3 separate regions of the Mus musculus genome follow, and regions 2 and 3 are each linked to region 1. Evidence: chromatin contacts called from public Hi-C and HiChIP or PLAC-seq data. All regions are on one chromosome and are shown on one strand. The core of a region is the stretch at or near the end of the contact, and the rest is flanking DNA. Distances in the headings are between cores, read along the strand shown.

Evidence for each region. Hi-C and Micro-C count contacts between places; a contact is called where the count stands out from the background. HiChIP or PLAC-seq counts read pairs in DNA pulled down with a chosen protein or histone mark.
Region 2: an H3K27ac HiChIP or PLAC-seq map of embryonic stem cells shows a contact between it and region 1, with 8 read pairs. The contact joins the enhancer-like site here to the promoter of Gnas in region 1. A contact is called at or near these places in 2 of 484 Hi-C or Micro-C datasets (both in embryonic stem cells), 6 of 115 datasets of contacts at active chromatin or transcription factors (the SCID.adh cell line, embryonic stem cells and stem cell-derived neural progenitor cells) and 1 of 9 other capture datasets (pancreatic islet).
Region 3: a contact with region 1 is called in a Hi-C map of the G1E-ER4 cell line, with 2.0 times the contacts expected there. The contact joins the enhancer-like site here to the promoter of Gnas in region 1. A contact is called at or near these places in 19 of 484 Hi-C or Micro-C datasets (the AtT-20 cell line, the G1E-ER4 cell line, embryonic stem cells and 2 more), 2 of 115 datasets of contacts at active chromatin or transcription factors (both in embryonic stem cells) and 1 of 9 other capture datasets (adipose tissue).

The regions. Positions count from the first base shown.
Region 1 is chr2:174,296,075-174,299,314 of GRCm38.p6, forward strand. It overlaps Gnas (GNAS (guanine nucleotide binding protein, alpha stimulating) complex locus), which reads left to right and starts at 1,785. Exons shown (of 12, transcript NM_010309.4): 1 at 1,785-3,240. The coding sequence starts at 1,788.
Region 2 is chr2:174,259,430-174,262,669 of GRCm38.p6, forward strand. No RefSeq gene overlaps it. Among named protein-coding and RNA genes, the nearest start is that of Mir296, 6.1 kb to the right of the region's middle. Within about 2 kb of position 1,647, at least 22 of the 459 cell types and tissues checked have an H3K27ac peak or open chromatin away from gene starts, as enhancers often do. A contact at or near this core is called in embryonic stem cells, where this site is marked.
Region 3 is chr2:174,332,096-174,335,335 of GRCm38.p6, forward strand. Gnas (GNAS (guanine nucleotide binding protein, alpha stimulating) complex locus) reads left to right here. Exons shown (of 12, transcript NM_010309.4): 2 at 2,117-2,189. Among named protein-coding and RNA genes, the nearest start is that of Gm30189, 6.3 kb to the left of the region's middle. Within about 2 kb of position 1,581, at least 45 of the 459 cell types and tissues checked have an H3K27ac peak or open chromatin away from gene starts, as enhancers often do. A contact at or near this core is called in the G1E-ER4 cell line, where this site is marked.

The DNA of each region.
Region 1 (3,240 bases), core at 535-3,034:
TGGCAAAATGTCCGCGGTGTGCGCGTGCCGCGGGCGCGCGGCAAAACAAAAAAAAACAGAACCCCAAAGGCAAACAATTAACAAAAAAACCCTGCCCAGGAATAATCTGCAGATCCCAGACCTAAAGCATTTTATGATTATTCGCTGAGCCCACCGGGCAATGTGACTGTATAAACTCCTGCAGCTCTGAGCCCACCCCGGCACCGCAAGGGGCGCGCAGCCGCAGGCTTTGTGACCGCGCTTAATTTCGCCTGGGTGGACTGTTGCAGTTCAACGTATAGCAAATGCTCTATGGTGCTCACAACAGAAGGAGGAGGGGATAAAAGGGGGCTGGAGAAGGGCTTGAGAGAGGAAATGAACACGGAATCCGCAGCTGGCGCTGGTGGCTGGAAGATGCGAGTCTCGGCAGCTGTTGCCACCATGGCACGGTTGGTCGGTGGGTTAAGTGCATTTCAGGTTTTCTAGTCTGCGAGACCACCCTAAATGGGCCATCAACTACACCCCAAATCTCCTTTTGCCTTTACCCAGAAGACAGAAGTACAAGACCTGAGCTAGGTGGGGGGTCTTCCGGTAAGCCTTAAGCCCCCTCCCCTATTTGCACGAAAGCGGCAAACATGAATAACTCCTAAGGGGGCTTTGCTTGATTTTCTGCAGTGCACTGCTGAGACCTTTATTTCTACTGCATCACCGTCCATATAAACAGAGCAAGCCCTGACTACAACACACTATACCACTGTTGAGAGCTCCGAGGTGTAATGGGGATGGGGGACATTGAAGGGATTTGCTGGAGCCATCCCCAACAAACAGCAAACATAAACATTAAAAAAAGAAAAAAAAAGGAAAAAAAAGAAATAAAGAAAAGTACCCTAGAGCATTTACGAAACAAATTGCGTGTTTACATTCGGCACTTCCTCACCCTGTCTCTACCCTTCCGGTGGGCTCACGACCACCTGTCGCATTTGTGTGTGTGTGTGCCTCTACCCCTTTCCTTGTATCCTAAAGCCTCCATTTCCTGACTTGGAGATGAGTATGGGTAATTGCCTGAGTGTGGGGTCCTTAGATAAGGAATTTACCGCATACTGGGGTAATCTGGGGTGATAAAGCCCTCCTGCAGTCCCTCCTCCCCTCGAGAAGAATCAGATGGGGAGGGAGGCTTTCAGCGTCTGTACTCTAACAGACCAATGCCCACGTCTTGCGTCACGTGTCCCAGCAACGCAAGAGAGCTCGCTCGCTCTCTGGCCAGGGAAAAAGCGAGCTAGAGAGACTCGGAATCAGTCCGGGAGAGGAGAGGACGGAGCCGAACGTCCCTACAAGGCCTCCGCTCATCAGCCCCCTTACCCAAAGTCGGGAGCAGCCGGCACCGGGAGCCAGCTCCCGGAGCCGGCTCAGCACTGAGACCTGCGTCCTCTGGCGGCAGAGAAAGAGTTCTATTTACGATTTTCGAGACGAATCGGCACGCTCTTAAATGCCAAGAAGGCGGAGCTAAAGTACAGCAAAGTACGAAGAGAGAACAGAAAAGTTCCTAAAGTTGTTGGCCGACCACAGCCCGAAGGGGTAAGTGTAACTAGGAAGGTGACAGACTTCACCAGCAAGAGATGACTCACTTCAGCCATGGTCCTGGGTTCTAGCCCCTGATTATCTATCCTTACAAAGTTTGGAAACTGAGGCTGGAGAACTTTCCAACAAAAATTTGAATTTTTTAAAAAAAAATTTTTTTTCACCCTAGTTTGGCTGGGTGCTCCGTCTTACGGGGCCCCAAATTTATTTTGAAAAGTCGCCACCGTGTTATGGGCATGTTCAACTGCCTCCACGGCAATAATATGTCAGGACAACACGATATCCCCCCTGAAGTCGGGGAGCAGCCCGAGCAAGAACCTTTGGAAGCCCCAGGGGCAGCTGCCCCCGGTGCTGGGGCTGGCCCAGCCGAAGAAATGGCGACCGAACCGGACTCCGAACCGTCTAACAATGAGCCCGTCCCCGACGAGACTGGCAGTGAGATCAGTGGACCCCCAGAAGACTCCAAATCTGACATCCAAAGCCCCTGCCAGGCCTTCGAGGAAGTCCGAGTGGGTGGAGACTACAGCCCACCTCCGGAGGAAGCCATGCCATTCGAGACACAACAGCCCAGCCTGGGAGATTTCTGGCCCACCCTGGAGCAGCCAGGACCATCTGGGACCCCATCAGGCCTCCAAGCCTTCAACCCAGCGATTTTGGAGCCCGGGACCCCCACTGGCGCGAGCCCAGGCCTGGGAGCCTATACCCCCCCACCAGAAGAAGCTATGCCATTTGAGTTCAACGAGCCTGCCCAGGGAGACCATAGCCAGCCTCCCTTGCAAGTCCCAGACCTTGCGCCAGGAGGTCCGGAAGCATTGGTCCCCAGAGCTCTTCCCGCGGAGCCCGGGAACATCAGATTTGAAAACGCTGGCTTCCGAGAAGACTACAGCCCTCCCCCTGAAGAATCTGTGCCATTTCAGGTCGGTGGAGAAGAATTCGGGGGCGATAGCCCACCCCCAGGACTCCCGCGAGTCATCCCACAAATCGGCATTGGCGGCGAGTTCCCGACAGTCGCGGTCCCGAGTGCGCTCTGCCTCGCTCCCGCCGAGAACGCGCCTCCCCTCTGGGTCCGAGGCGCCATTGACAGACCATTCCGCGAGGCTGTCAGATCTCCTCCTAACTTCGCATGCGACAGCCCCCCGATGGAGATCACCAGACCCCTGCTTGAGATTGGCAGAGCCTCCATTGGGGTCGACGACGACACCGCTGTCAATATGGACAGCCCCCCAATCGCAAGTGATGGCCCGCCCATCGAAGTCTCGGGAGCCCCAGATAAGAGCGAGTGCGCAGAGAGACCCCCAGTTGAGCGAGAAGCAGCCGAGATGGAAGGAAGCCCTACCACCGCCACTGCGGTGGAAGGAAAAGTCCCCTCTCCGGAGAGAGGGGACGGATCTTCCACCCAGCCTGAAGCAATGGATGCCAAGCCAGCCCCTGCTGCCCAAGCCGTCTCTACCGGATCTGATGCTGGAGCTCCTACGGATTCCGCGATGCTCACAGATAGCCAGAGCGATGCCGGAGAAGACGGGACAGCCCCAGGAACGCCTTCAGATCTCCAGTCGGATCCTGAAGAACTCGAAGAAGCCCCAGCTGTCCGCGCCGATCCTGACGGAGGGGCAGCCCCAGTCGCCCCAGCCACTCCTGCCGAGTCCGAGTCTGAAGGCAGCAGAGATCCAGCCGCCGAGCCAG
Region 2 (3,240 bases), core at 397-2,896, 37 kb before region 1:
AGTCCCAAGCCATGCAATCAGCATAAGCTTTAAAAGGTCATTTAGTGCTGGTTGGTGTCTGATGTCCCCATCCCTATGGGCTGGGGGGCTGTGGCAAGGAAGTTGAGGCTCAGAAAATTTCCCTTTTTATTTTCTCCATGTCAAGAAAGTGCTTCTTCTAGCTTCAGCTGTAGAAGGGGGAGAAAAAAAGATAATTCAATTTGAGCTGCGTACCCCCTGACTGGGTTCTGTATGAATTATGGATTTTTAAAAAGACAGGAAGGGAGGTGAGATATTGAATTTCCCAAACTGGTTTTATCTTACTCAATTTAAAGTTCATCTTCTTGTTCCGATTTAGGCTGTGGCGTGAAAAGTGGCCCCGCAGCATCTCTCCTGGTCTTCTCGCAATTAGTTGGTGGATGTGCGCAATCCTAGGAAACAAGGGGTTTGTTTTTCTGTGTTCAGTGGCTCCTGTCTATGGCTCCCATCGGCCCTGTCAGTGTTTGCAGGAATAACCAGAGTTCTAGACTTAGGCTTTGATGGGGCTTAACAGGGCTTTTCAGACCACCAAGAGGCTCACATTTGGGTGCAGGGCTGTTTCCAAGGGGGCAGACACAAATGGAAGATTTTTAAAGACAGAGAAACACAGGCAGTGACTCAGAAATGCAGCAAGCAGGATCCTGACATGGGGGACTGTCATCTTTATGAAGTCTTTTTTCTGAAACATCAGGCAGGCTGGAGCCGAGGGGTCTGTACCAGCTGTGACCTTGGGCGCCCCCACAGGACATTTGCCCTTAAATCTGGAGACATTTTAGGTTTCTCACTCTTGCTGGGGTGGATGGGGGTTGGGAGTGCTATTAGCATCTAATGGGAAGCCAGGCCAAGGACACTGCTAAGCATCTCACTAGCCCAGCAACGGTCTCTACAATTAAGAATGATCTCACCTAAATGGTCAGTGGCTCTCTGTATAGAAATCCAGCCCTAGCCCAATTCTGAGATAAAAATCAAAATTATGCAGGAACTGATAGCTACCTTGGAGCATTGGAAATATCTTCTCCACATTTCCTAAGGGCTGGGAGGATGCTGGGTGTATCCTGTGTCCGTCACTAGTCAGGTAGCTGGCACAGATGGACCCTCCCTGAGTCTCCCTGATTTCTATGCTACAAAGCACACACACAATTTCAGAGGGGAAATGCACGAGAGAGAGAGAGAGAGAGAGAGAGAGAGAGAGAGAGAGAGAGAGAGAGAGAGAGAGAGAGAGAAAGAGCTCAGAGAGCTTCCCAGGATAATGTTACTCCGTATTCCTATAGGCACTCACCCTCACCTTTTCGGTGCACACATTTTCCAGATAGCTGTTCCTGACAGCTAGTTAGTGAGGGGCCTGGGTCAGAATCGATAAGTCCTAAAGCCCTTTTTCATTTTTGCAAAATGAAAACAGCTCTTCTTTTTCTGATTATAAAAATGATACATGCACATTCTTTCTTTAAAAATTCCAACCGTACAGGAAACCATGAGAAAGAGACATGAAAAGAAATCTTCCTTACAGCAGGAGATAAACAAGTGGAGACATCTTGGTACTTATCTTGCTAGCTCTCTCTCTCTGTGTGGTGTGGGCTTGTATTTATTCTCCTGAAATCCTGGGTTGCCTGTGGGGCCAGAGGGGTCGGGAGGGGGTGGGGTGGTGACTCTGTTCTCAACAGTTGATGTGCCATGGCTGAGTAGTCCTTTAGGGTGTTTGTCCAGTCCTTTGCAAGATATTGAACAGTCTCCTTAACTCCTCCAGGGAACCAGGCTCAACTGTGACAACTAAAAGCTGTCTCTAGATATTGCCACACGTTCTTTGGGAAGAGCAAAATTACCCCAGAACCAGAAAAAGGTCTAAGTTCCAAGTTGTTGTTGTTGGGGTTATTTCGTTGTTGTTTTGTTTTGTTTTTTTCCTTTCTTCTTTTCAATTCTTTCAGACAGATGGAAGAGGCTAGCCTCAAACTCTGAATTTTGCCTGCATCTGCTTCCTAAGTGCTGGAATTAAGGGTGTGTGTATGCCTGCAAGTGCGTGCCCCACCATGCCCCCACTACCCTTTGCATTTCAATATGGAAGATTAGCCAAGAGCTTTAAGTACATTGTCTTTCCTCAGCCTCAGTTTCCAGCCCTACAAAGGGGGAAGGAGACTGATCAAAGAATGCCTGCCTGTACAATAGACTGCTGATAGCATCCCAGGATGCTTTGTGGGGGTGGGGGCAGGGGTGGGGAAGGGAAGGGAGGAGAAAGCCTTAGGGTGTTTCAACCTTTCAGCCCAGGTCAGTGAGGAGTGCTGGGCTGTTTGAGGTTTGGTTTTAATTGAATTCTTTGGGAAACAGAAGTAAAGAAAGTCTGCTTTAATCCTGTAGGCTAAGATTGGGATGGAGGTAGAGGGGGAGATTGTTTGTTTGTTTGTTTTTTGTTTTGTTTTTATTCCATATAAACCTTGCCATCTTTTGAGCTTCAGATATTTTAGAACAGGGGTGAAAAAAAAAAGAGAGACAAATTCGTGAGACCTGTTGGAGAGCTGAAAAACAACAGGGGATGGGAGAGGTGAGTCACAGGCTGATTTTATTGGATTTTCACGAAGGAAGCCAAGTTTTTCAACTGCTGCTGGAAAAAGAGGGGCCCTGGAAGCCTCTCTTTCTGGCCCCTTTCGCAGCCTGCCCCCATCTCCACACATACCCCATTGCACCCTTGGGTGGCTCTGGGAAGCTTTCTGACCTAACAGTTGTGTTGGGTAGTGGTGGTGGTGGCGGCGTGCGTGTGTGTGTGTGTGTGTGTGTGTGTGTGTTTTCCATGAGAAGAAACAATCCCTTCCCTGGTCCCAAAGGACAAACCTAGAGAGTGACCCCTCAGCAGGCCATAGCCCCATTTCCTTGTCCATGGCATAATGATGCCCTAATCCTCCTAAGATGTCAGAGTCCCCCTTGACCCATGTTCCCCAGGGACCTACAAGCCCTGAAAGTCTGTCTCTTCCCCTGCCCCTCACTTTCCCTCTGCCCCGGAGGGCCTAGGGCTCCCTGAGGTCTCTGCTCCCTTTGCTGATGCCACCTACACATCTGAGGTTCTCTGGCCAACAGTGATCTCGCCATCAGCCTGGCAACACCCCAAGGACTGCGTACCCCTAGCTTTGTCCACAGTTGTATTGAGACCATCTCACACGACTGCCCAGAACCAGATATTGGGGTGGGGGTGATTTGTTTTTTGAACTTCCAGCATCAGCCCATCATGCCCGCCTG
Region 3 (3,240 bases), core at 331-2,830, 36 kb after region 1:
GTTAATAAGTGAAAATAATCCTGTTGGTGTTGGTGCGTTTGCAATTTCAGTGATTAGATGATATATGGGAAACTTCTAAAAGCGTAATTCTGCTGTAAATGTGAATATGTATACAGTCTGATTTCAAAGTACACACCTGGAAACATCTAGAATCTTCTGTATGGTTCATTCTTGCTCATATGAGTGCTTATTTAAGTTCACTATGATGTTAATGATACATCAAATTCCTAACATCTTTTTTTGTGTGTGTTTACAGTGATTTCAAATGTCCCCACTTATTTGAGACTGCAGTTCTGAGCCCACCTTGCCTCCTTTCAAGTCTCTGGTCTACATGGCTGCATTGTGCCACAATTAATTGATGACCTTTGGCACAGAAATCTGTTGCCCTGGCTATTGGCGACATTTTACATTTCTTAAAAATGAAATAATTACCCACAAAGGAAACTTAATACCCCCAACTTCCTTTTCTTTAACCCATTTTAACTTCTATCAGGTAAATTAAGTAAATTTGCAGAACCACAAAACAAACAAAAGCCTGGCAGTTATTTTTCAGCCCAGTTTTCTATTCTTACAAAAGTGGAAACTGAGGCACGGATCTAGTTCTGTCTCTGAAAAAAACCTGGTGTCACAAATGTTCCCATTTCTGAGGGTGGAGTGCTGAGGGACCTGATGAGTCCTCTGTTTCCTTCATGGAAGCCTCCCAATATTGCCTTTTATATTTAATTTATGAGAATTTTGCTCATTAGGATGGTGTTTGCTTTGAAATCAATGCTGCTGTGGAAACCAATTTTAACTTTTACAAATCTTGCTTATGGACTTGTGGAGGGGTGGAAAAGAGGAGGGGTGAAGAAATGGAGGGGTGGAGAATTTCGGGGAGGGGGAGTGTTGAACTGAATAGGGTGGGGGAGTGAATGCCTTTCTATCTGGGCACCAAAACAGAAACAATATGGAGAAAAAGAACAAGATTTTTTTAAAAATTAGATTGTTGTGGGAGGAGGGGAAAAACCATTCCCACAGGGAATACGGGCTGAAGAGTACATTTGCAGAAACTTGGTGGAAATGGGGTGGGGCTGGAGGGTCCTCCAAATACTACCTATGAAAGAAAGAAAGAAAGAAAGAAAGAAAGAAAGAAAGAAAGAAAGAAAGGTGATTTAAAATGGAGGCCTGTGTTCCTATTTACTTCCTTAGTTGGGGAAAGCCTAGAATCTTCTTATTCAGGACCTTCCAGGAATATTTGTGCATATAATTAAAGTCTTATCCTTTTTTTTTTTTAAACTCTTGGTACTGTTGAAGTTGCATGTTGCCTGATGCTCATGAGGTCTCAAGTGCCATGTTTGATAACGAAATGTGTTTATTTTTTGTTTTTTGCTTTTTTTTTTTTTGCTCCCCCGCCCCCCGCTCCCGCCCCTCTGCTGCTGACAGATAATTGATGGTCTACCATTTCCCTCTGCAACATGGTGGTTGTATCCAGAGAAAAATGTATCTTTAGAAAGATTCCTTTTGCAGGGGAAGGGAGTGGATACAGTGGATACAGTGTAGCCCTGTGGTTTTAGGGTGGACCTGAAGCATGCTTGAGAGCAGCTGCATTGTGGCGTTGGGAGGGAGGTGCTGCAGCGGGGCGTGATAGTGGGAGACTGCAGTGTCTAGGCATTGTCTGCCATTCCTAAGTATTTTAACCATAAAATGACTAACAAACAGGAAATTAGGTGGCTGCTGCATAGAGTACCTTTGACCACATTTCAATACTAAATTCACAGTTTTGACTTAAAATTTTCACCCTTCCAGTGACAATTACGTCATTCCTTCATCGCCTCATGAGTTTAAAAAACCCAAAGAGAAAACAAAACAACAACAACAAAACTCAAAAGGGAAAAAAAAAGCTATTTAAAAACAGCAGAGCCCTTAATTCTTGCTTGTTACTCTATGGTGAGATACTTCAGGTAGATGCTATGTTGGATGTGTCTGTTGTTTTTCACTGCGTCGTCATGTGAAGGAGGTTTGCAGTTGTGTCATTGTGTGTCTGTTGTGTGCTGCTTCTGCTGCTTTCCAAGGCCATCATCCAGGTGAAGTGTGACAAGCCTGTTTCTTAACCCACGCCCTCACTTTCCTTTCTCAGGTGCTGGAGAGTCTGGCAAAAGCACCATTGTGAAGCAGATGAGGATCCTGCATGTTAATGGGTTTAACGGAGAGTAAGTGTCAAATCTGAGCAGGGCACTGAGCAGGACAGGTGGTATGGACCTGGCCTGCAGGAGACAGGACGTTTGAAGGAGTGTATACTAACCTCTAGAAAGCACAGCTGCTAATTGCCACTAATCATTTTTTTCTAATTTGCATATTAGACAGCCCAAGAAAGAGCTGATGGGTGCACCCCCACACCCTTCTCAACCTTTGGGGCAACAAATAGGAATAAGAGTAGAAGCACCGGTGTCCACCCAAAGCAGCCCCTCGCGCTGGAACATGGTGCCTGGTTGCAGAGGACAGTGAACAGCACTTGGCCGGGTGACAGCGTCTCTGAGGCCAGGTCCTCTGCGGCCGCAGCCTCGCCTGCTGCAGTGCAGCTCCAACATGGCCGACGGGCCTTGGCCACCCCTTGGCCAGCCAGAGCTGGCCAGCACAGGAGGTTCCCACCCACCACCCTGCAGGTTTCACTGGAGTCAACTGGTGTAGGGTTTTGTACTCTCAGGAAAACATCTTTTCAGTTACATCTTCACTTAAAAATTGGAATCCACAACCCTTGCCGACAGGCTCTAAGCTTCCGAGTCCCTCCCTGCTTCAGAATTGGTGGGATAGGCAGAGACTTATTTCTCTAATTAAAAAAAAAAATCAATACTTCTACCTGAACAACTGAAAAGGAGGTATGAAAATGGCGCAGAGACAGGGAGTTAGCTACTTCTGCCCAATCCAGGAGCTGTTTTGCCTTTGAAATGACCTTCCTGGCTTAAGACAATATGGCGAGGCAATACCACAGTGAGAGTGACGATTTTTCTTAAAAAGAGACAGATACATGGCAAGCAAGGGGTCCTGCCTTCCATGAAGAATGCAGACCGAGGAGACAGCCAATCAGTAAGGAATTGGCCTTTCCCCTTGGCCCCCGTTGTTCTCAGTGCTGATAAGAAACAGCAAGGGTCAGGGACTTAGCTGACCCTAGCGAGGGGGACCAGCTTCTGTCCCCTACCATGCACCGAGTGCTGGGGAGACAAAATTGAGCAGCACCTTTCAGGGTACCACAAGCGAATGTTC